Regions from separate parts of the Mus musculus genome. Here regions 1, 2, 4, 5, 6 and 7 are each linked to region 3. A link is a contact called in public ChIA-PET and HiChIP or PLAC-seq data. All regions are on one chromosome and are shown on one strand. The core of a region is the stretch at or near the end of the contact, and the rest is flanking DNA. Distances in the headings are between cores, read along the strand shown.

What was found. ChIA-PET counts read pairs in DNA pulled down with a chosen protein or histone mark. HiChIP or PLAC-seq counts read pairs in DNA pulled down with a chosen protein or histone mark.
Region 1: a contact with region 3 is called in an H3K4me3 HiChIP or PLAC-seq map of embryonic forebrain, with 5 times the contacts expected there. The contact joins the enhancer-like site here to the promoter of 2610035D17Rik in region 3. A contact is called at or near these places in 1 of 15 datasets of contacts at CTCF or cohesin (the NIH/3T3 cell line) and 11 of 115 datasets of contacts at active chromatin or transcription factors (astrocytes, embryonic basal ganglia, embryonic forebrain and 5 more).
Region 2: an RNA polymerase II ChIA-PET map of memory CD8 T cells shows a contact between it and region 3, with 6 read pairs. The contact joins the enhancer-like site here to the promoter of 2610035D17Rik in region 3. A contact is called at or near these places in 1 of 15 datasets of contacts at CTCF or cohesin (the NIH/3T3 cell line), 9 of 115 datasets of contacts at active chromatin or transcription factors (embryonic stem cells, forebrain, memory CD8 T cells and 2 more) and 1 of 9 other capture datasets (embryonic stem cells).
Region 4: a contact with region 3 is called in an H3K4me3 HiChIP or PLAC-seq map of embryonic forebrain, with 4 times the contacts expected there. The contact joins the promoter of Cpsf4l here to the promoter of 2610035D17Rik in region 3. A contact is called at or near these places in 1 of 39 promoter capture datasets (embryonic stem cells), 5 of 484 Hi-C or Micro-C datasets (the G1E-ER4 cell line, the P5424 cell line, cortical neurons and 2 more), 7 of 115 datasets of contacts at active chromatin or transcription factors (embryonic basal ganglia, embryonic forebrain, embryonic hindbrain and 4 more) and 1 of 9 other capture datasets (embryonic stem cells).
Region 5: a contact with region 3 is called in an H3K27ac HiChIP or PLAC-seq map of embryonic stem cells, with 7 read pairs. The contact joins the promoter of Slc39a11 here to the promoter of 2610035D17Rik in region 3. A contact is called at or near these places in 1 of 484 Hi-C or Micro-C datasets (embryonic stem cells), 10 of 115 datasets of contacts at active chromatin or transcription factors (astrocytes, embryonic basal ganglia, embryonic forebrain and 5 more) and 1 of 9 other capture datasets (embryonic stem cells).
Region 6: a FOXA1 HiChIP or PLAC-seq map of pancreatic cancer cells shows a contact between it and region 3. The contact joins the enhancer-like site here to the promoter of 2610035D17Rik in region 3. A contact is called at or near these places in 1 of 484 Hi-C or Micro-C datasets (pancreatic cancer cells) and 7 of 115 datasets of contacts at active chromatin or transcription factors (embryonic stem cells, forebrain, neural tube and 3 more).
Region 7: an H3K4me3 HiChIP or PLAC-seq map of neural tube shows a contact between it and region 3, with 3 times the contacts expected there. The contact joins the promoter of 1700012H19Rik here to the promoter of 2610035D17Rik in region 3. A contact is called at or near these places in 2 of 115 datasets of contacts at active chromatin or transcription factors (embryonic stem cells and neural tube).

Annotation. Positions count from the first base shown.
Region 1 is chr11:113,582,951-113,585,650 of GRCm38.p6, reverse strand. It overlaps a transcript of Slc39a11 not described here. Among named protein-coding and RNA genes, the nearest start is that of Slc39a11, 18 kb to the right of the region's middle. Within about 2 kb of position 1,345, at least 22 of the 459 cell types and tissues checked have an H3K27ac peak or open chromatin away from gene starts, as enhancers often do. A contact at or near this core is called in embryonic forebrain, where this site is marked.
Region 2 is chr11:113,468,744-113,471,443 of GRCm38.p6, reverse strand. All of the region lies in intron 4 of Slc39a11 (solute carrier family 39 (metal ion transporter), member 11), which reads left to right. Among named protein-coding and RNA genes, the nearest start is that of Gm51928, 11 kb to the right of the region's middle. Within about 2 kb of position 1,318, at least 89 of the 459 cell types and tissues checked have an H3K27ac peak or open chromatin away from gene starts, as enhancers often do. A contact at or near this core is called in the NIH/3T3 cell line, memory CD8 T cells and pancreatic cancer cells, where this site is marked.
Region 3 is chr11:113,200,190-113,203,090 of GRCm38.p6, reverse strand. It overlaps 2610035D17Rik (RIKEN cDNA 2610035D17 gene), which reads left to right and starts at 1,253. Exons shown (of 3, transcript NR_015556.2): 1 at 1,253-1,800.
Region 4 is chr11:113,708,254-113,710,961 of GRCm38.p6, reverse strand. It overlaps Cpsf4l (cleavage and polyadenylation specific factor 4-like), which reads left to right and starts at 1,436. Exons shown (of 8, transcript NM_026682.2): 1 at 1,436-1,575; 2 at 2,108-2,158. The coding sequence starts at 1,473.
Region 5 is chr11:113,564,561-113,567,260 of GRCm38.p6, reverse strand. Slc39a11 (solute carrier family 39 (metal ion transporter), member 11) reads left to right here and starts at 1,446. Exons shown (of 10, transcript NM_027216.5): 1 at 1,446-1,585.
Region 6 is chr11:113,536,255-113,539,099 of GRCm38.p6, reverse strand. All of the region lies in intron 3 of Slc39a11 (solute carrier family 39 (metal ion transporter), member 11), which reads left to right. Among named protein-coding and RNA genes, the nearest start is that of Slc39a11, 28 kb to the left of the region's middle. Within about 2 kb of position 1,264, at least 79 of the 459 cell types and tissues checked have an H3K27ac peak or open chromatin away from gene starts, as enhancers often do. A contact at or near this core is called in pancreatic cancer cells and thymic regulatory T cells, where this site is marked.
Region 7 is chr11:112,823,516-112,826,384 of GRCm38.p6, reverse strand. It overlaps 1700012H19Rik (RIKEN cDNA 1700012H19 gene), which reads left to right and starts at 1,257. Exons shown (of 2, transcript NR_130164.1): 1 at 1,257-1,472.

The DNA of each region.
Region 1 (2,700 bases), core at 96-2,595, 380 kb before region 3:
TAGGATCCTTACATACACAGAAAAATAATGGGATAATGGGATAAACCGGAAGAGGGATTATTTGATATCCTTGTCATTTGAGTATGATACTTTACCTTTTTCAAATCGCTCAAACTCAAGGTAGCTTTTTATTTTTATTTTTTTCACAGTATTTGCCTGGGGCCCTACTGATGCTAATCCAGACTGGTAGGTTTAAGACATACATTCAAGTCAGGCTTGGTGGTGTGTATCTGGAAACTGAGGTAGGGGAGTCATGTGTTCCTGGCCAGTTGGGGTCATGAGGAGAGTTTAAAATTAGCCTGGGTACATTGGTACTTTGGAACTCCATCTCAAAAGAAAATGTGTGTGCAGGGGTGGTGAGATGGCTTGGCGAATAAAGGGGCTTGCTGTTAAACCTGACAACCTGAGTTCGATTCCCTGGGTTTACAAAATGGATGGAGAGCACCAACTTCTACCACCAAGTTGTCCTCTGTCATGTGCTGTGGTGTGCACAGGTTTTTGGTGTGTGAGTGTATGTGTGTGTTTGAGACAAGGTCACATGTATTCCAGGCAGGACTCAAACTTATTCTGTATCCATGGACAAGTTTAAACTCCTTCCCTCAGGAGGCGGGGGATTACAGGTGTGTACTGCCACACCCAGTTCATACTATACAGAGGATGAAACCTAGGGCCTAGTGCATGCTGGGTAAGCTACAGTCCCCCAATCCAGCTTTTCCAAGATGCTAAATTGTGCTGGGAGGAGGTCAAGAACACATTTTTTGTTTTGTTTTGTTTTGTTTTTGTTTTTTGAGACAGGGTTTCTGTATAGCCCTGGCTGTCCTGGAACTTACTTTGTAGACCAGGCTGGCCTCGAACTCAGAAATCCTCCTGCCTCTGCCTCTCGAGTGCTGGGATTAAAGGCGTGCGCCACCATGCCCCACAAGAACACATTTTATAATTGGCAAAATATATACAGGCTTGCCTTCCTCCCAAGCAGTAAGGGTGGGTAAGGCCCCTGCCCCCGCTGGTCTGGAGGCAGTTATGGGGGGCTTTTGGCAGTCCCCAAACATCACGCTGTGACACAAATAGTAAACAGCACTCCTCTGCAGTGGGGGCAGAGCTGTGAGTGCCCCAGCCTGGGATGGCTTCTCAGCTGCCTTCTGTTAGATAGCTGGGGAGGATGCAGATGGATCACTGTGGCTATCAACAACAATCACTTCCCCACCCCCTTTTAGACAACGCCATCAGAAAGCGGCTGATGTGACTCAGAATGGTCCGGGAATGAAAGGCAAAAGGCTTCTTATTGCCTTCTGTGGGTTAAATAATAGAGAGCAGTTGTGGGTGGAGGGGCAGATGGCACGAGCTCCCAGCAGCTGGAGGCTGCTTGTCTTCATTACTGTCACCAACAGAAGGCTTCCTCTTAGACATGGGATAGCCTTTGGTCACCCAGCTGATTCTCTTCAGGAGCCTGCAGGGTTCAACCTGGCCTCTTTTTCAAGACTCTAATGAACCCGTTAGCTGGCAGGAGGCTCACACTCACTCCTGTAAGCACCTCTCTCCTTTGTCCGGACTTGTGGTCCTTAACTGGGGCCCTCTCTGGTCCCATGGGAGACTGCCTTAGCTGTTACATCCGAGTTTCTGCTAAGCAGGCTATTGTGTGTGCCCTGTCTGGCTTGGGTACTCCTCTGCGCTGTGTTTGGGAAGCTGTAGCCAAACAAAGCAGCCTCTGAGGTCCAGATGATCCGGTTGCCCCACCCTTTCCTGAAACACAGAGACAAGAAAATGGACCAAGGATTTGGTTGGTGTCTGGTGCAGCCTCTTACAGGGCAAGGCCCTAATTGTATACAAAATGCTGTCTTTCACCCAGCACTGAATTTGGAAGGTTCCCCTTGGTGTAAACACAAGAAGAAATAGTGCATGCCTGGAGCCATAGATAGAGTGAGGGACAACTCCCATGTAGTGGTTCGGTATCCTTCGTGCATGTCCTGGGGAGCTGGCTGAGGTTTGGGCCCAGGGTCATCCACTCAGAAGCCTGGCACTCTGCATCTTTAATAGACCCCCGTCTATGCTGGGTGTGTGAGCATCACAGGTTGAGAGGCAAGGCATAAACCTGACCCCTGAGGCCCCGTGGTTAGGACTGGCATTGTTCCTTTCAGGGCTAAAACGGGGAAGCCCTTCTTGAAGCTCTGTAGCTGTGTGTTCAGTTTTCCTTCACTGTTGCGACCCAGCAGCCTGGGCACTGACTCAATGGCCCTGGGAAGATCTGGATGGTTGGTCACCCGGGGGAGGGCTGTGTGGTTATGTGTGTGTAGGTGTGTGTGTGTGTGTACACATGGGGAGGCCGGAGGATAACTTTGGCTGTTATTCCCAGGAGGACTGTCCATCTTCTTTCAGGACATCTCCTTGTCCTGAAGCTCATTAATGAGGCTAGCTTGGAGCCAGGGATCTTCCAGTCTCTACCTATCACGGAGGGGATTGTCGGGGACAACTTAGGTGTCAACCTCAATCTTGCACCTTGTCTGAGACAGGCTCTCTTGATTGATTGCTTACAGTTGTGTACCTCAGATTAGCTGGCCCTCGAGGGCTTCAGGTTATCCTCCTGGATTGTAGTTCCTCTGCCTGCCATCTTGCCACAGGAATGCTGGGACGGCAGATGTGGCCAGGATGCCTGGCTTCATGTGGCCTCTTGTGATTCAGACTCAGGTCGTCGTGCTTTGGAAG
Region 2 (2,700 bases), core at 69-2,568, 270 kb before region 3:
AGCTTTGAGATACCCCAGCAGGGAAGCAAAGAGTACAGGTGACATGGAACACAGCAAAGGGCACCGTTGGGACCCGAGGCAGATGTGCCTGACGTCGGTCTACAGTGAGTTAGGAGGACAGCAGGGAACTTGGGGGTCTGGTACGCACTGCCATTCATGTCGCTGTGCTTTGCAGTTAGTTTGCCATTTTATCTTCTACCCGTGGGTAAAACAACACCCGAAAGGTGAAAAACGCTGGGAGTGCTGGGAAAGCCAGCAGCAAAGAATGCTGGGAATGCCAGCAGGAGCCCTGGGATGCTACTGCCTGAGGGTAATATGGCCCTCCCATAATGCTCTCTGGTGTGCCTGGTACGTGTGGGTGCCCGTGCATGCATGCACCTTCCATGGGAGTCTGACCTTACCCATCTCTCTTGCTTTAGACAGCATCTTACCATTCAGCACTGTGTGGACCTGGCTAGCGGTCCTAGGAGTGTGGGGAGGGTCTGGCCTCTGCATCCCATCTTCCTGTAGGAGTGCAGGGATCTCAGATGTGCACACTGCTGCACCCACACGTGGGTGCTGAGATCCGAACCCAGGTCATCAGGCTTATGTAGCAAGCCCTTTATCTATGGAGCTGGCCCTCTAGCCATATTGACTTAATTTGGGTGTGAGTTTGTGGGTGGTTCTGCGCTCTTTCTTCCTCACCTGGGGACAGCAAGCCACAATGAACAGAAAGTCAGCGTTTAGTTCTCCGTGTGTGCATTCTGCATCCTGAGGCCTTTTGTGTTCATGCGAGGCACATGCAGAATCACTCTCCTGCCCCCTGTCTGCCTCTCTGACCCACCTTCTTTTCATCTCATCTCTCCTTCCTCTTCTTTCTACTTCCTCTTTATTCCTTCTGAAAAAAAAAGTGCCATTCCTCTCAGCAGCTGCCTCTTTGAGGAGTGGGTGGCTTCCGTCTTGTGTATTGTGGGCCAGACACTGGCCTCAAACCACGCATGGTAAAAGTAATAATAACAACGGTAATAATTGTAATTCCACTGCACAAGCATGGAGATCCTCAATTCTGGAGCCTTAGAGGGGTGTGGCCTCCCACCCCCAGCAGCCCACTCTTGGCTTCCTGTACAGAGCTGGGTTAAGGGCCGTGGGTAGAAAGGGGGGAGGAAGGGCAGGGCAGGAGGCCGCAGGTGGGTGAGAAGGAAGCAGAGCATTTCTTTTCGCAGTTTGGGAAGGAGCTGTGTATATTTCGCGTTGCCATTTGGAAGCTGTTAGGTGATGCAGCAAGACTGAGCTGTCCAAAGCCCTTGTGGCGGCAGGAAGGAAGGTGACTCACTCAGCTAGGCACACGCAGGACTGAGGCAGAAAGTCAGGAACAGCTGGCACCAGTCACGTGTGTGTCCCAGAGAGATGTATGCCCCTTTGCCCATCTTGTGGGGCTGCCGGGTTTCAAGGAGGGAGTGTGAATGGAAAATCACTGGAGGTTAGAGTTAGTGAGTCCTGGAAGAGAAGCCTGCCACATCAAGGTAGTTACCACAGCACGAGAAAGACATGTTACCTGCTGCACAGGCTGAGGCTGTGTTTACCAAGGGCATCTGTGTACAGAACCCTGTCACCATCTCACCTGGACACCAGATGTGCAGCAAGACAGGGATTCCCCAGAACAGCAGTGCTGTCATCTCATGTCAAGAGCCACCTTAAGCCAGAAGAGAGCCTGTGGTGCTCGCCATTCTCTGTATGTGGCTGATCTCATCTAACCCTAGGCAGTGTTTCATTCTTCATGTATCTGCATCACATTCACACCCCCTCTACCCCACCCCTGTTCTTACAGTGACAGGCATATCTGAGCTGTGGTCAGTGTGCTGCTCTAGTAGATTTAAGGCCTCAGGCTTCTGAGGGGTCAACGTGTGACCGAGCGTGTGGGTGGTTGAGGGTGGTGGGTAGGCATGGACACAGCTAAGATACCCTGGCGCTGTTCCATCTATCCTCTTGGTGGTAGAGATGGTTCTGTGCTTAAGAACACTTGATGCTCTTGCAGAGGACCTAGGTTCAGTTCCCAGCAGCACATAGTGGCTCACAGTTATCCATAACTCCGGTTCCAGGAGAGCGTGTGCCCTCTTCTGACCTCTGTGGGAGCCAGCATTCAGGTGTCACACAAACGTAGATACATGCAGGCACACATGGAAAATAAGAAAAATAACGTCTGGGGGCGGGGCTCAGTTTAATTAAAAAAATGTTTACTTGGTTTTGTGTGACTGAGAGAGATATATTGAGAGAGACAGAGAGATAGACATACAGAGAGAGAGAGAGAGACAGAGAGAGAAAGAGAGAGAGAGAGCGTGAGCGCACAGGGCTGCACATGCAAAGGGAACTGCATGGAGGAAGATTCAGGAGTCTGTTCTCTACTGTGGGATCTAGGGGTCACACTCAAGTCTTCAGGCTTGCACCTCCTAAGCCATCTTTCTGGCCCTCAAAGGGCAGTTCCTGAGTGCACTTGGGGTGGGATCTTCCCATCATCCATCCATCCCCCTGCTCCCTAACACTTGGGTAGGAAGCCATACAGCCACCGGCATCTGAGATGGAGCAGCTGAAGGGTCTGAGGGTTAAGGGGTCGTCACGATTTGTTTTCTTTTTTTTTAAAATATCACCCTCAGAGAGGCCAGTCTCCACAGTAACCCACGGAACACACACACACACACACACACACACACACACACACACACA
Region 3 (2,901 bases), core at 4-2,503:
TCCACTCTAAGCCCATCCATTTTCCTGCAAAAATTTTGAAATTTCAGTTTTCCCTAAGAGCTGAATAGTATTTCATTTTGTATACATACCAGATTCTCATTATCCATTTATCTGCTGATTGACATCTTGATTGAGGCTGGGTTTTTTGCTGTAGCAAATAAAGCATCAATAAACACCGTGTGTGTGTGTGTGTGTGTGTGTGTGTGTGTGTGTGTGTGTGTATGTGTGTGTGTGTGTGTGTGTGTGTGTGTGTGTATGTGTGTGTGTATGTGTGTGTGTGTATGTGTATGTGTGTGTGTGTATGTGTATGTGTGTGTGTGTGCAAAAAACTCTATGGTAGGATATGGACTTCTCTGGGTATATACCCAGGAGTAAAATTTTGGGTCATATGGGCAGCTCTATTTTCAACTTTTCGAGAAATCTCCCAACTGATCTACCTGAACACTGGCTGAATTAACTCCCCCTCCCACCAACAGTGAGTAAGGGCTACTCCCTCTGCCCAGCTTCTCCAATGTGTCCTGACAGACTTGTCGACAACAGTAATTCTCACTGGGGTGGGACAGATCTCATCAGAGTTTTATTTTGCATTTCCTTTATTATCCATCTGAGTTCCCTTTCCTCTTGGCTTTCCTCTCTCTCTCTCTCTCTCTCTCTCTCTCTCTCTCTCTCTCTCTCTGTCAATTCAGTTCAGCTGCCCGTTTCTTGATTGGCAGTTTTACCTCTTTGGTATTTAATGTCTGCGTTTCTTTGCAAATTCTAGATAGTAACCCCTTGTAGCTGGCACAGATTTCCCCCTTCTGTGGGCTGTCACTTAACTCTACAGGTTCCTTTGCTTTCCACAGCTTTTTGTTTTCATGCAGCCTTGAGTTGATTTATTTACAAGGTGAAAATATGCAATCCAATGTATGACTTTGTCTCCTTTGTCAAAAATTAAGTGGCTGTTTAGTGTCAGTTGCTTTTGACAGTATTTTATCACAGCAACGGAAAAGAAACTAAGGCAACGAGATAACTTCTAGAAGAAGAGATAAATTCCAGAACAGAATGGAATCTCTTCGTTACAAAGTTTGCGAAGGGAGGTAGCTGTGGTGAGTCTACCCTTTGCCAATATTCTCCATGAGCGGAAGGAGTAAGAAGACAAAACTACAACTCCCAGGATACCATTCGGCCAATCGACCACTTTACTCCGCCCTCTGGCCGTGCCCACCCGCAAACCCGTCTCTATAAAAAAGGCTGGAATGGCCCAACGGCTCGCAGAGCTCAGTGGTGGCGCAGAAAGTGTTCACTTCTTCTGTTTCGGGCTGTACGCTGTGGTTCTGCGCCTCCAGGGCTTTGCTGCCTGGCGAGCGTCCTCCCTGTACCACAGGATCCTTGCCCGACTACAAACCCGAGGCTTCTATTAGGATAGTCTGGATTCGCCATAGGGGTTTCTCCTAGCGCGGATTGTGTGTTTGCGTTGGCGATGCTCATAGAAGAAAGGCGCAGAGCTGTACGAGGAGGCGGGATGCACGGGTCAGAGCCCTCGGTGGCCTCCGCCCGCTGCTCTTGGCGCCGGTCCGCTCCTGGAGATAGCGCGGCAGCCGCCTGGGAGGCGAAGCGCGTAATCTCCGCGCTACCCACGCGGGGCCGCGGCGTGGTGGCCGCACTTTGGCTTTGGGCGCTGGATGGACAGTGGGGTAAAGGGTTGGGGTTCCCCTAACGTGGATTACTTGGTGCTTATCAACTGGATTTAGAAGACTCTCGACCTGGTCTCCATCATCCGTGGGTTGTCTTTCCATCTCCCAGCCGCTCTTTCACCTGGAGGTAAGTTTCCCCCCCGCAGTGCGCAGTTGTGGATTTGATTTGCCCTTCTTTAGCCTTGTGTTGGTTTTTGAAGGTTTAAGGATTGACGTCCGGGAAATCATTTTAGCAACCCTCAGGTGGACCCTACTAGCTCAGATCTCTGTAGTCAGCGGCTGTTCTGGGCTCATCGTCCTGTCCTGCGGCATGGATAAGCCATTGGTTACCCCGCGCCAGGACAGAGAGCGCCTGCCTTCTTGGCACTTGCCTTTTGGCAGGGTTGGTCCTTTGGGACCCTTTGCTTTGCTAGCCATGCCTCTCCAGGAAGCTGCCCATTGCACGCAGCGGGCTGCTGAGGCACAGTGTTTGCAAGAGGCCACGGGGGCTGGGTAGCCGTGGGAGCGCTTGGTGGATACTGCATTATTTTCAGGACTGGGCTGCTGTGGAGTTGATGGAGAGATGGGTATTGGCCACCATGTGAGTACAGTTTACCAGGGCAGGAATTTGGTCCAGTGTTTGCACCTACCATCCTCCTCCTCTTGGTGTGACTTTTATGATGAAGAAGACTTTTGCCTTAGGTCTTGAGACATAACTGTAAATCATAGGAGTCAGTACTCAATAATAGGTCTCTCTCCTCCTTGTCCTTTTGTGATTGCGTTGTAGTAGGGAGGTTGGTACCTGTCACGAGGTTGTCTGAGAGTAGGTGTTTGTTGAATGAATGATAGAGCTTCCCCACCCTAAATTACACCAGGTTCCTCTGTTTCCTTTTCCCTCCTGGGCTCTCACCCTTAATTCCAGAACTTTCCCCCTGGTCCTGGTTTCCTGGGGACAATTTCCAGATATGGATTTCTTCTCCCCTCCCCCACCGATCCCTGTCAGCAGTCCTGAGGTGTTCTTTTGGAACGTGTGTGTGTGTGTGTGTGTGGTGGTCCATTTCCCACCCCAGAACTCCCTCCAACAGAGGAAGCTATTCAGCCAGGGACTGGCTTTGGTGAGTGCCCAGGAGCCCTGAGGTCTCAGTCAGCACCTGCGCAAGGAGGGCAGGCTAGGCAGCATAGGAAGAAAAAAAAATGTTTTAAATGAAGTATTATGAGTCTTGACTGTCCTGCAGAAACTGGGGTCCTG
Region 4 (2,708 bases), core at 187-2,686, 510 kb before region 3:
CAGTGACCTCCAGGACGTGGCTCTGCAGTGTGCCCTTGAGCTTTCCGCACCTTGGTTGCCCCCTCTGCCTTCTCTAGCAGACCCATGGGACTCTCAAATAATCCCAAGGTGACAGACCAAGGACCTAATCAATACCTAAGGATAGGGTCAAGAGATGCAAGAGCCTCTTCCCCAGGGACCCTTGATCTCCAGCCCTAGACAGCCATTCTGCCTACAGTCCCGGGTACAGGGTGATCCCAGGCTACTCTTACTCCAGCCCCACCCAGCTCCAAGGCCATTCCCAGCGCGGATCTATCTCTCCAGCTGCTGTCTTTTCAGATCTGGAGTTCAAAAGAACAACAGATCTAGGCATAACAGCCGCAGGAAACAAAGCTGGCAGGCTGGATCCTGTCGGCTCAGCCACAGGCCTGCAGCGCCAAGCTTACCTCTCCCCGCTGGGTCCCGGGGAGGAGATGTCTCTAGTTCTAGTTCCTAGGGCCTAAAAAGCCCACATGTCCTGGTAACAGTGGCTCCTGGAGAGGCCAGGCCACTTCAGGACCCAGGAGGGGGAAGGAAATAGCCTGGTTTAATTAGAGCTTTAAAAATGCTCCTAAGAAAGCCGATTCTGAGGTCCTCAGCCCTTCAGGGCAGGGTTGGCCTAATAATAATAAAACAACATTTGCATGGATATTTCATTTACAAAGCATTTTCTCCGGGTAAGGGAGGCTCTGGGGTGGCCCAGTGGATTCCTCGCTGGGAGGTCACCCCCAGCCTTGGGTCGGTTCCACCTCCTTCGGAGCTTACCATTGTGATTGCCTGCGGGGTAAACAAAGGGCCCTTCATGGAACTGTTTCCGATGCTTCTGGCCTGCATTCCTTTTGTCCCCCCCCACCCCCCTTCCAGGAAGAGCACGCTTGGGGTTTGTCATTCCGTCTAGAAAAGAGGCTCAGAGGGCCTGGTGGGAGGGAGAGTGGCTGGGACCTAGTGGAGGAACCTTTCCTCTGTCCCACACACCCTCTGACTACCCCCATCCCACTCCACCCAACACCTGGGCATCGCTGTATGCAGTAGGTTCGCATCAATGGGTAGTTATATCCCCACACATACAATGGGACACTGGTTTGGCAACGGCTCTGTTCTGTGATCGGCAGAGATAAGCAGGTGTGAGTCTTTGCCAATCCCTTCCCCAGCTGAGGATGGGGGTTGTGTGAACAGTGTGGGGGTGTGGGGCCCTGGAAGGCCTGCACCTGCATGGGTGGGTGGGAGGGCTGAGGCAGCCGAGGAGCCTCTGGGGGTACACTCAGCCAGAAAGTCACGTGCAGTCACCTGGCCCCTTGAAGGAAGAGGTGACCTGAGAGGGTGAGAAAGAGGGGCCAGCATCAGATAGGGCCTGGCCCCGTTAATTAGGATTAGGTGCGGATGGGCTATATAGGAGCCACCTGCGGGGGTTCTGGCATCTTGGCTCTTTCTGCTTTTCCGGCGGGAGACGGAAGATGGAGGAGGTCATTGCCGGGCTGCAAGGGTTCACGTTCGCCTTTGAGCTGGATGTGGAATCGCAGAAGGGCACTGGGCTACTGCCTTTCCAGGGCATGGACAGTGAGTGGCGATGCCTGTGTCCCCTGCTCAGGTCCTGGAGGTGCTGTGCGTCTCTCCCACACAGCTTCTGGGTATTCACTGCCCGGGATAGAAAGGCAGACTTCCGAGCTGCCAGAGCTCCCTGGGTGCCCCCGAAACCTTCCACCTCCTGCCTCAGAGGTGGGCTGAGTTTAAGTGGAATTTAGAGACTGGTTCTGGGCGGTGGGGGAAGGGTTTCGGAAGAGGGTACCCCGTTGACTCAGCCTCCACAGACGGAGACAAATGAGAACTGGTTTTGATGGTGGACTGGGGCCGCCAAGGGGCTGAGAGGCAGGCGGGAGGATTGTGGCGGTTCTGTCCAACCTGAACTACAGGGCGAGACAGTTGCATAAACAGACGGGCAAAGGAACAGGTAAACAACAAAACTCCAAAGCCCAGCCAGAGAGAGTAGTCGGGGCCCACGCAGCTCCAAGCCCGGAGGCTTAGGTGGGACTTGCCGCAAGGCTCCAGCTCTGGGAACGCCACCTTCTCCTCCGGTTTCTTTCTCCTCCAGAGTCCAGTTCAGCTGTGTGCAACTTCTTCGCTAAAGGGCTCTGTGTGAAAGGTGAGTGAGTCAGGCCTGGGCTGGGCCGGGACAGGAACGGCTGTGGGGACCATGCTGGGTTCAGCTGGGGACTAGGACGTAGTGTGAGCTTGGCTCCTGGACTAGATAGGATCCAGCCTCTGTCATGAGCAAGAAGGTAGCCAGCCATGTGTAGTTGGTACCACAGAAGTTGTGTTTTATTATGCTGAGGGTCACCACACAAGGCTCACACTCTCAATTCCTAACTACGGTCATATTATTATCTGCTCAAGGCTGCTCACCTGTGCGACGACATACCTTAGCTAGTTTATGACAGAAGTCTCTGATTTGAACCCCACCCTGGCTACTGGTCTTCTTTTCTGGATTGGAGGTCACTTTGAGGTTCCTCCAATAGCAACATACAGTGGTCTACATACCTAACCCCTAACAGTAGTGTTTCTAATTCACCCTGAAGCCCGGCTATGGACTCAGGTGAAGAGAGTCTTAAGGGGCCTGCCGTGGAGAGCCTTAATATTCGGTTCCTATAAGTCAGGAGGCTGGGGGTGGGGCAGAGAGGACCTGGAGCCCTTTC
Region 5 (2,700 bases), core at 197-2,696, 360 kb before region 3:
ACAACTTTCAAAATACCCCAAAGATAATAAGCAGTGTGCACAAAGACCTGTTAGAGAAAAGCGAAGCTTAGGAATGCTAGGATGTGAGTATTTACTCTCCAGGATCGCTCAATCGTTAGACTTTGATTCCCACGACAAGGGAGACGACCCTGACTTAACAACCAGCCATTAGGTTTTTCCCATATGGAAGACATACCCCTAAAGGGCAGTTGGGGCTGGGGTGGATGGGAGTGCAGGGTCACAACCATTGTTAAATCCAGGTCTGCCATGAAATCCTTTGTGCTGCTGTCTAGAAAACCATCATTCCACCAGGTGGACAAGATGACCCTGGGTAACAACTATTCAGAAAGAGAACAGCACCGGCTGCACTCAAAATCGTTCTGGCAGCGTGCAATGTCTTTGCTGTGTAAATCTCCTAGCTGCCTATGTGGCCAGACTTGCAGTCTGCAGCCTCTTTTTAAGTTGCTCAAAGGGTTACCTGGGTCCAGGACCTGAGATTGAAGGATGTCAATGTATGTGAAATGCTTAAGCCTAGCGTGTATATAAGTTAATAAAACCTGGTGGGAGCTGATTGGGCATTCGCTGAGAGCTGGACAACCACCCTAAGAGAGTTCTTCCTTCATCGCTGCGAATACAGAGTGGTCCTCACTAGGAAGGCACACCGCTCTCTAAGAGGGTAATAGATGCCTGCTCTTACTGTCTTCTTTGTATACTCCAACTGCAGGCTGTTCTCCTGTCCTGAGTACTTTATGCTTGGGCTGCCAAATGCAACACTGACCACTCATTTAACTTTACATTTCAAAAAACAGTCATGACATTTGCATGTGTGCATCCCTTACAGGGCACAGGGCATACTTATAATAAGAAACTATTTGTTGTTTTCCTGACATTCAAATTGAACCAGATATCTGGCCTTCATTTTATTGCAGCTAAATCTAGTCAAGGTGTTTTCATAGAAGCCCTGGAGCGGAAAGCCTATGACCTGGGGTGATGCTTCGCATATGTGGCCCTCAGTGGGTCCTCAATATTGACATTGACAGGCTGTAGTCAGCAAGTGAAAGATTGCAAGCTCAAGTAGAATGCAGAGCCTGGGCATCCTTCTAATGGAAGGTATTGACCTTGAGAATAAAGCCATTGACCTTCAGAATGTTGCCCATCTTGACACTGGCTCCGTAGCTCAGTTAGGACCTATGTTGTCATGTTTAGGACATATGACAAAAGATGTAGACAACATTAAGTACGTCAGAACTGATCCAAAGTGCCCCTTCTTTGGGTGTCTGTAGCCTCCCCAAGATTTCCTGGGGTGTGTGCACTGCCCTAGGCCTTCGCCTTTGCATTTGTGGACTTGGGGGAAGGGGAGAGTGCTGCTTTTGCCCGCCCGCCTCTGTTCCTGCGAGCACGGAAGCCTGTGAACCTGAGACTTTATTCTCCAGGCAGGATTCGCCGGTTGCGAAGGGGCGGGGCCCGGCGGTGGAGGGCCACGTGTGCTGGAGTGAAGCAGGAAGTGACCGCGAGAGTGGAGCCGGGCGAGCGAGTGGCATCGGGGGCTGATGGAAGTGGAGAGGGGGCTGGAGAGGGCACCCTAGTGAGTCGCCTTTTCTCTCCTTCAGGCCCGGGGTGCCGGGCAGTCTCGAGAGTGTGCAGCGGCCTGGAGCTTGCAAAGGGGTGCCCTAAGGTGCAAGTCCTGGAAGAGCAGCAGGGGCTGTGACAGGTGGCAGGGGGAGGAGGGTGTTTGGGACCCCTCTGCTCCACCCTAGGATGAGCTGGAGACAGTGATGCGAAGCTCCTGAGTGCACAGCCAAGGGTCTCTTCATTCATTGTTTCATGGTGGTGTGTATAGGGGACAAGGGACCTGTGGTATCAGTGGCAGCCATTCGGAGGCCCCTCCCACCTCCACCTGTGGCAGGTCTGGGGGAGGCTGGAGAGCCGGCAGCATGCCTGCCTCCTGGAGAACTTTTTCATGTTCATGCTAGTGGTCCAGATCCTGAATCTGTCTCATGGGCGTCTCTGGTAAAGTCCGGTCCACGAGTTCTGTGCCAGCTCCCTTAAGCCCACGCAGTGCCTCGCTTTAACTAAACCAGCGTTTTGAAGTGCGGAGGCAACATTTAAAAGACAGGGAAAGAGACAGAAAAGGACAGAAGGAAATTTACTGGAGTCATGGGAGCTGGCTGCTCTGTGCTGTCAGCCCGCTGTTGGCTTCTCTCAAGTTATAGGATGGGTGGAGAATGGTCCCCTGTCCTGGTCACTGGTCCAGTTTATGATGTCAATATCCAGCTCTGGAGAAAGTCTGAAGCAGACTGCCTGGCAAGATTTAACTCCCCCATGGAGTTAAATAAGGTGCAGATTTGGGGAATCCCACAAGTGTGTGATGTCGCCTGCGCCCTGTGCTTTTACGTAGCTCCAACGGCTGGAGATGGAGCCCCTATGGTAGAGTGCTTGCTTACCATGTACAAAGCTCTGAGTTTGATTCCCCAGTACCACAAAAACCAGCTATTGTAGCACACTCTGGCAATTCCGGCTTTGGGAGGTGGAAGGCAGGAGGATCAGGAGTTCAAAGCCACTCTCTGCTACACAGTAAGTTCCAGGCTACATTAAAAAAAAAATCATCTAAGTAGCTCTCAAGAGGGACCAGACATCTGGCTTTCCACCACCCTTAGAGAGTAGCCAGAGTTTTCAAACAGTGAGTGGAAGAAGAGGCGT
Region 6 (2,845 bases), core at 15-2,514, 340 kb before region 3:
CCCGTGTTGACCTCTGGCCTACACACACACACACACACACACACACACACACACACTCACACACACACACACGAACATGTTAACTCACACCACTAAGTATCATTTGACGTTGTGATCTCCCTTAGGGAGTCGCTAAGGCCAAAGCTCCTGGGAGCTCCAGTTCAGGTGGGCATTGCACATGGGACCTGCTTGTAAGCAGTTGAATTGTACTTAGAGCTTAGATTTAAAACGAGACCAGGCTGAGGGGCCAATTGCTTTTCAGCTCTGCTTCCACAGTGCAGTGGGAGTCAGTGTTACATCAGACTGGATGTTTGAAGCCCAGATATGTCCTGGGTGACGGTGTTTGCTTTAAGAAACGTATTTCCTGGAATTTCATCAGTGATGATCTATGGCAGTTGGTTAGGTGCTGGAAGGCCCCTTTGGCTCTAGTCTTGCTGGTATTCAAGTATTTCATGAGAGCTTGGCTCTCAGCTCTGGGCCCAGACCTTGCCAGGCACTTGGGGATTACAGTGGTGACTCAAGCCTATTGCACAGGGACCATTTCAGGGTGGACTCTAGAACCCATATGCCAAGCATAGGTGTACACCATGTTCTCATGAGTTGGCTTCCTTCCGTAGGAACAGTGCACACTTCCTTCCAAAGATTTACAAATGGATATAACTTATAGCACCCCCAGGTCCAATACAGCTATTTCTTTTAAGAAACTGAATAGGAATATTAATTGCGACTTTATTTGTATTGCCCTCTATTAAAATCAGCCTAAAGGTCTTATTGCAACTGAGTAGAAGCACAAATTGAGGCCTAGCCATGTAAAGCCATGCATAAATAAAAACAATAAGGTACTTGAGCATATAGAGTGATTGGATCTCTCAATAACAACGAAGGGAGACAAATGTAGAAGAAAATGGATCTGAGCTAGAATGAAGGCTCAGTGGTTAGGAGCACCAGCTGATCTTCCAGGGGACCTGGATTCAGTTCCCAGCACTCACATGGTGGCTCACAAGCATCGGTAACTAGTTCCAGGGGATCAGATGCTCTCTCTGGCCTCAGCAGCCACCTACACTTAGGTGGTGCCGGACCACACATATACACGTAAACTAAACACATAAATATAAAGAAGAAAGCAAACATTATGATTTCATCCACTTAAAATACCACAAACGGCAAGCGAGTTGACAGAAGGACAATGAGTCACTGACTGTGGCATGAGAAGACAGGGAGTGACAATCAGTAGGCCATGTGACTCTGGCGGTGGCAAGTATATGTGCTACTGTGATCACAAGGTCTTGAGTTTAAACCTACTCAGAAATGGCAGTCCTCAACCCCGTGGGTCTCCACCTCTCTGGGGTTTGAATGGGTCTTTCACAGGGGTCATGTGTTGTTTATCTTGTGTATCAGATGTTTATATCACAATTTATGAGAATGGCAAGATTACAGTCATGAAGTAGTCACAAAAATAACTTTATGGTTGGGGTCACCAGAACATGAGGAACTATATTAAAGGGTCACAGCATCAGGAAGGTTGAGAACCACTGTAAAAAGTCACATTTTATCCTTCAAACATGGACGGTTTCTATCACTTCCATTTTAAAAGTGATCCCACCCACCAAGACCAAACACAAACAAGAAACTCCTGGGCCATCCGTTTCCCTTGAGAAACTGTATTTAGCAATACACACGTCAGTTCAAGCCCAGTCCGCCCCAGCCTTTGGCAAGGGCCGCACTACTTGACTGGAAGTGAAGCCCCACGGCGTTGACAACTGGGCAGGGGAGATGGCTGAGTGAGTGAGGCCTTTGCCACCCAACCATGAAGACCAGTTCACATCCCCAGAAACACATAAAGCCTGCCATGCTAGCACACACGTGTAATACCAGTACTTTTATGATGAAGGAGACATGGAGACAGGAGACTCCCCAAGAGCATGTGGGCCGCTCACCTGTCACACTCAGCAGTGAACTGTAAAGAAGCCCTGTGTTAAATGAGGAAGAAAGTGAAGACTTAACACTTTGGAATGTCCTTTCACTTCTATAAGTGGGGTGTGGCATATGTATACCCATATACAGACACACACACATACACACACGCACGAACGCACAGGAAACGTCAAAGTTGTTTCTTTGTGAGTCACCAAAGACATTGTTCTAGACTGGAATTTTTCTGCTGCCAGCCTTTTCCTTTCCTCTGCAGCCACAGACTCAAATCAAGCAGCTCAGAGGCCACTTGAATGCAGAAAAGCCTTTAGATTTTCTGAGGCTGACTGTATCCTTGAGAGAGATTTGAGCGCACAGACCCTGAGTGCATCCGGACCGTCACCCTCCAGGCCCTTGGTGACAGAACCACAGTGTCTGTGCAGGTGCTTTTCTCTGCAGCGCCTCGCTTCCGACCCCCCTCCAGCTAGCTGTTGTCCATGTGCTGTGACATTATGTCAGGTGGCTGGGGACTTCCTGCCAGGAAAGGGATGAAGAACCCAGAGGCGTGTCACTGAGCATGTTGGGGTGACCTCTCGACGCTTACAGACTGGTGGGTGTGAGTGGCTTCAGGTCCAGGGACTGATGGTGACACACACCAGGCTAAGGATTTGGGGAGGTTAGGGAGTGGAGGCCAGATCTCTGTACACATCTGCCTCTCAGAGGACGCTCCAGTGTGGCAATGGTGTGTGACAATCGTACACACCTGTATACACTTCCCCAAGTGAGATGAAGAAAATCCATGTTTCCTCCCAGGGAGTTCTTGTTCCCTGAGTCACTGTCATGCAGACATTGAAGACTTCTGGAAGTTTTGTGTTGTGTGTTCTTGAGCTTAAGTGACATCAGGTACTACACACACACACAGTGCGTGCGCTGT
Region 7 (2,869 bases), core at 8-2,507, 380 kb after region 3:
AGGTTATTCCTTCTTCCAATGAATATTTATCAGCAGTCACATACCATGGAAGATGCTATATAATGTGAACTTCGGAATAAGATGCAAAATCCTCTATGCCAAACCTTTGTCGCTTTTTACTCCCAGCCTCTAGCCTTTTTCCAGCATGCTAATCCATTTCCCCGCCTACTTTTTGGGGGGGACAATTTTTTATTTTTGTGGGGGGAGACAATTTCTTAATAAAAGATGATCTTGAGATAATGGCTGGTACCTGAGAAATCAGAAACACTGGCCCTTCAAGACATTTTCCCAGTAACATTGTGGACTTATTTAGGAGTTTCCTTTTAGATCCAACAGGAGTCTAGTGTCTGGCTTTCATGAGCCTTGGGAACACAGCAGAAGCAACCAGGACTTTATCCCTCTTAATGTTGAAGAAGTCAAAGTGGAGCTATGGATCTTAGGAAGAATGTTCCAAACATTATTTTACAGTTCCTCCTCCCCGAACCTCCACCTTAGACAAGCTTAAGCACAATTGGAAGCTACATGAGATTCGATGCAATGTCTATTTTCCAGATTCTGTTTTGTTCCAGGGCTCTGTTGCCTGAAGGAAGAGACACAGTGAAAAAGTTGCCTGCGAGAGCTCACAGTGTGTCTTCTCCATCCATATGTTACTCTCCTGTATCCATTTGAAGGTGCTGTCCTTGCCTGATGGCCGTGTTATGCCTGTAAGCTTGTACAATGCATCTGTCCTAATTGCTTCAGAGAATCCCCTACTGGCAGATCATGGACCCTGTAGGAGACGATGCCATTGTAGATGTCAGATTGGTCCTGATCTTGCTTTTGCAACAAATCCACTCAGGACGATGAATTGCAGGATCCAAAAGGATGACTAGCAAAGCCCTCTTCCAAATGGCAAGGCTAAGATCTGGCTCTCTCCTTCTCCTCATCACTCCATCTTGGAGTCCTTGGCCTCGAGTCACATGAACCGGAGTTTGCAAGCTGTTTCAGTGGTCCAGCTGCAATGTCACTTCGGCCCTTGTTCCAGGACTCTGTAACAGCACAGCACAATTGTAAGGAAGACTGGGAATTGGGGATAGGTTATGACCAAAATCCTACATACCTCACTGTGGGCCCCAGAGGAGTCATCTTCCATAGCCTTCATTACCTCCTCCACTGAAAAATGGGGATAATGCCCTCTAGACTGTAGGGCTCCTGTGTTAACACTGATAACAATAACACTGACAGAATGTTTAGAATCACCTAGGAAACAGCCTGTTGTCATGACCATGACCATGACCATGACCATGACCATGATGGAGTCTCTAGACTGGGTAAATTCGGGTGGGAAATCCCAATCTAAATATGGGCAGCACCATGGGCTGAAATCCTGGACACAATGAAAAAGAGAAACTACACACTGGGACCAGAAGATCCTGCCATCTAAGATCCTGCCACCCTAAGATCCTGCCATCTCGCCTTCCTCACCGTCACAGGTTGTCTCCCTCAAACCTGAGCCCAAAGAAACCTTTCTGAAGTTGCTTTTGTAAGATAACTTTCTCAGAGCAATGAGAAAATCATCCCATGCCATCTCGTGAGGGTCAAAGAGAATCTACTTCGGAAGGTACCCCTCAACACAGTGCCAGGCACAGACAGGAGCCACAGGAGTGCTCCCCGTTCCTCCTCCCTGCTAGTTTCTTGTTAAGCCCGTAGGGAAAGATGAGGCAGAACGGGTCACAGATGGTTTTAATTGGGTGATCCAGGATATGCAAAGATACCCTGTGGATTCCTGGCCTGTCTTCTCAAGACAAATTAGTACCATGTAACTGTTTGAAAAGAACAGGTTCTCCTAGTCCACTCTGTGTCCTTCCTAAGGTTTTGGGTCTGTGTCATAAGAATAAAGGACACTGCCTATGAACACTAGGATGCTGAATTTTAAAGCCATAGTAGTTGGCTGGATGGCTCTTGTGAGCTGCACAGAGAGAGGGGCAAGAGGCACGGCCTTCAGATTAGGAACCCCGTGCCAGGAGCTGACTCAGTGTGCCTTTGTTTATTGGGGAAGCTGGAGGTGGGTGGAGGTTGTGTGTACAGATGGGCTGTCTCTGACTCAAGTCTCTAAGGTTTGGGAAACACTCTTTGGAAAGGCTTGGCTGACACCTAGGCTGCACATGTCCTGTGACACAGACACAGACGGAGACACAGACACAACACATACAGAGACACAGACAGACACACACACACATACACTAAATAAATAAATGCAATAAAAAATAAGAAGAAAAACATACTATGTGCTACAAATAATACAAATTGAATGGTAGTGGTGGTGGTTTTAAAATTTAATTGTTGGAGATTAGCGAGATGGCTCCGTTTCAAAAAATACTTGCTCCTCTTCTGGAAGAGTTTGGACCTCAGCGCCTACATCAGATAGGGCTTTAAACAACTGCCAACTCCAGGTCCAGGTATCCTGATTCTCTCTGGCAGCATCCAGGGACACCTGCACACACGTGGGGCACCCCCACCACCACCCACACACACATAATTTTAAAAATCAAAATAAATCATCGAAAGAAAATTATCTTTGTGAGAGCTGGGTGTGGTGGCGCACACCTTTAAACCCAGCACTTGCAAGGCAGAGGCAGGGGAAGCTCTGAGTTTGAAGCCAGCCTGGTCTATAAGGTGAGTTTCAGGACAGCCAGATCTGTTACACAGAGAAAGCCTGATATATATATATATATATATATATATAACTAGAAAAAAAGGTATTTGATGGTACAGGGCTAGCTTTGTAAGGATGTTCCCCCTGACTTCTCTGCACTCCCTTCCTTGGCTACTGTCTTAGTCAGGGTTTCTATTCCTGCACAAACATCATGACCAAGAAGCAGTTGGGGAG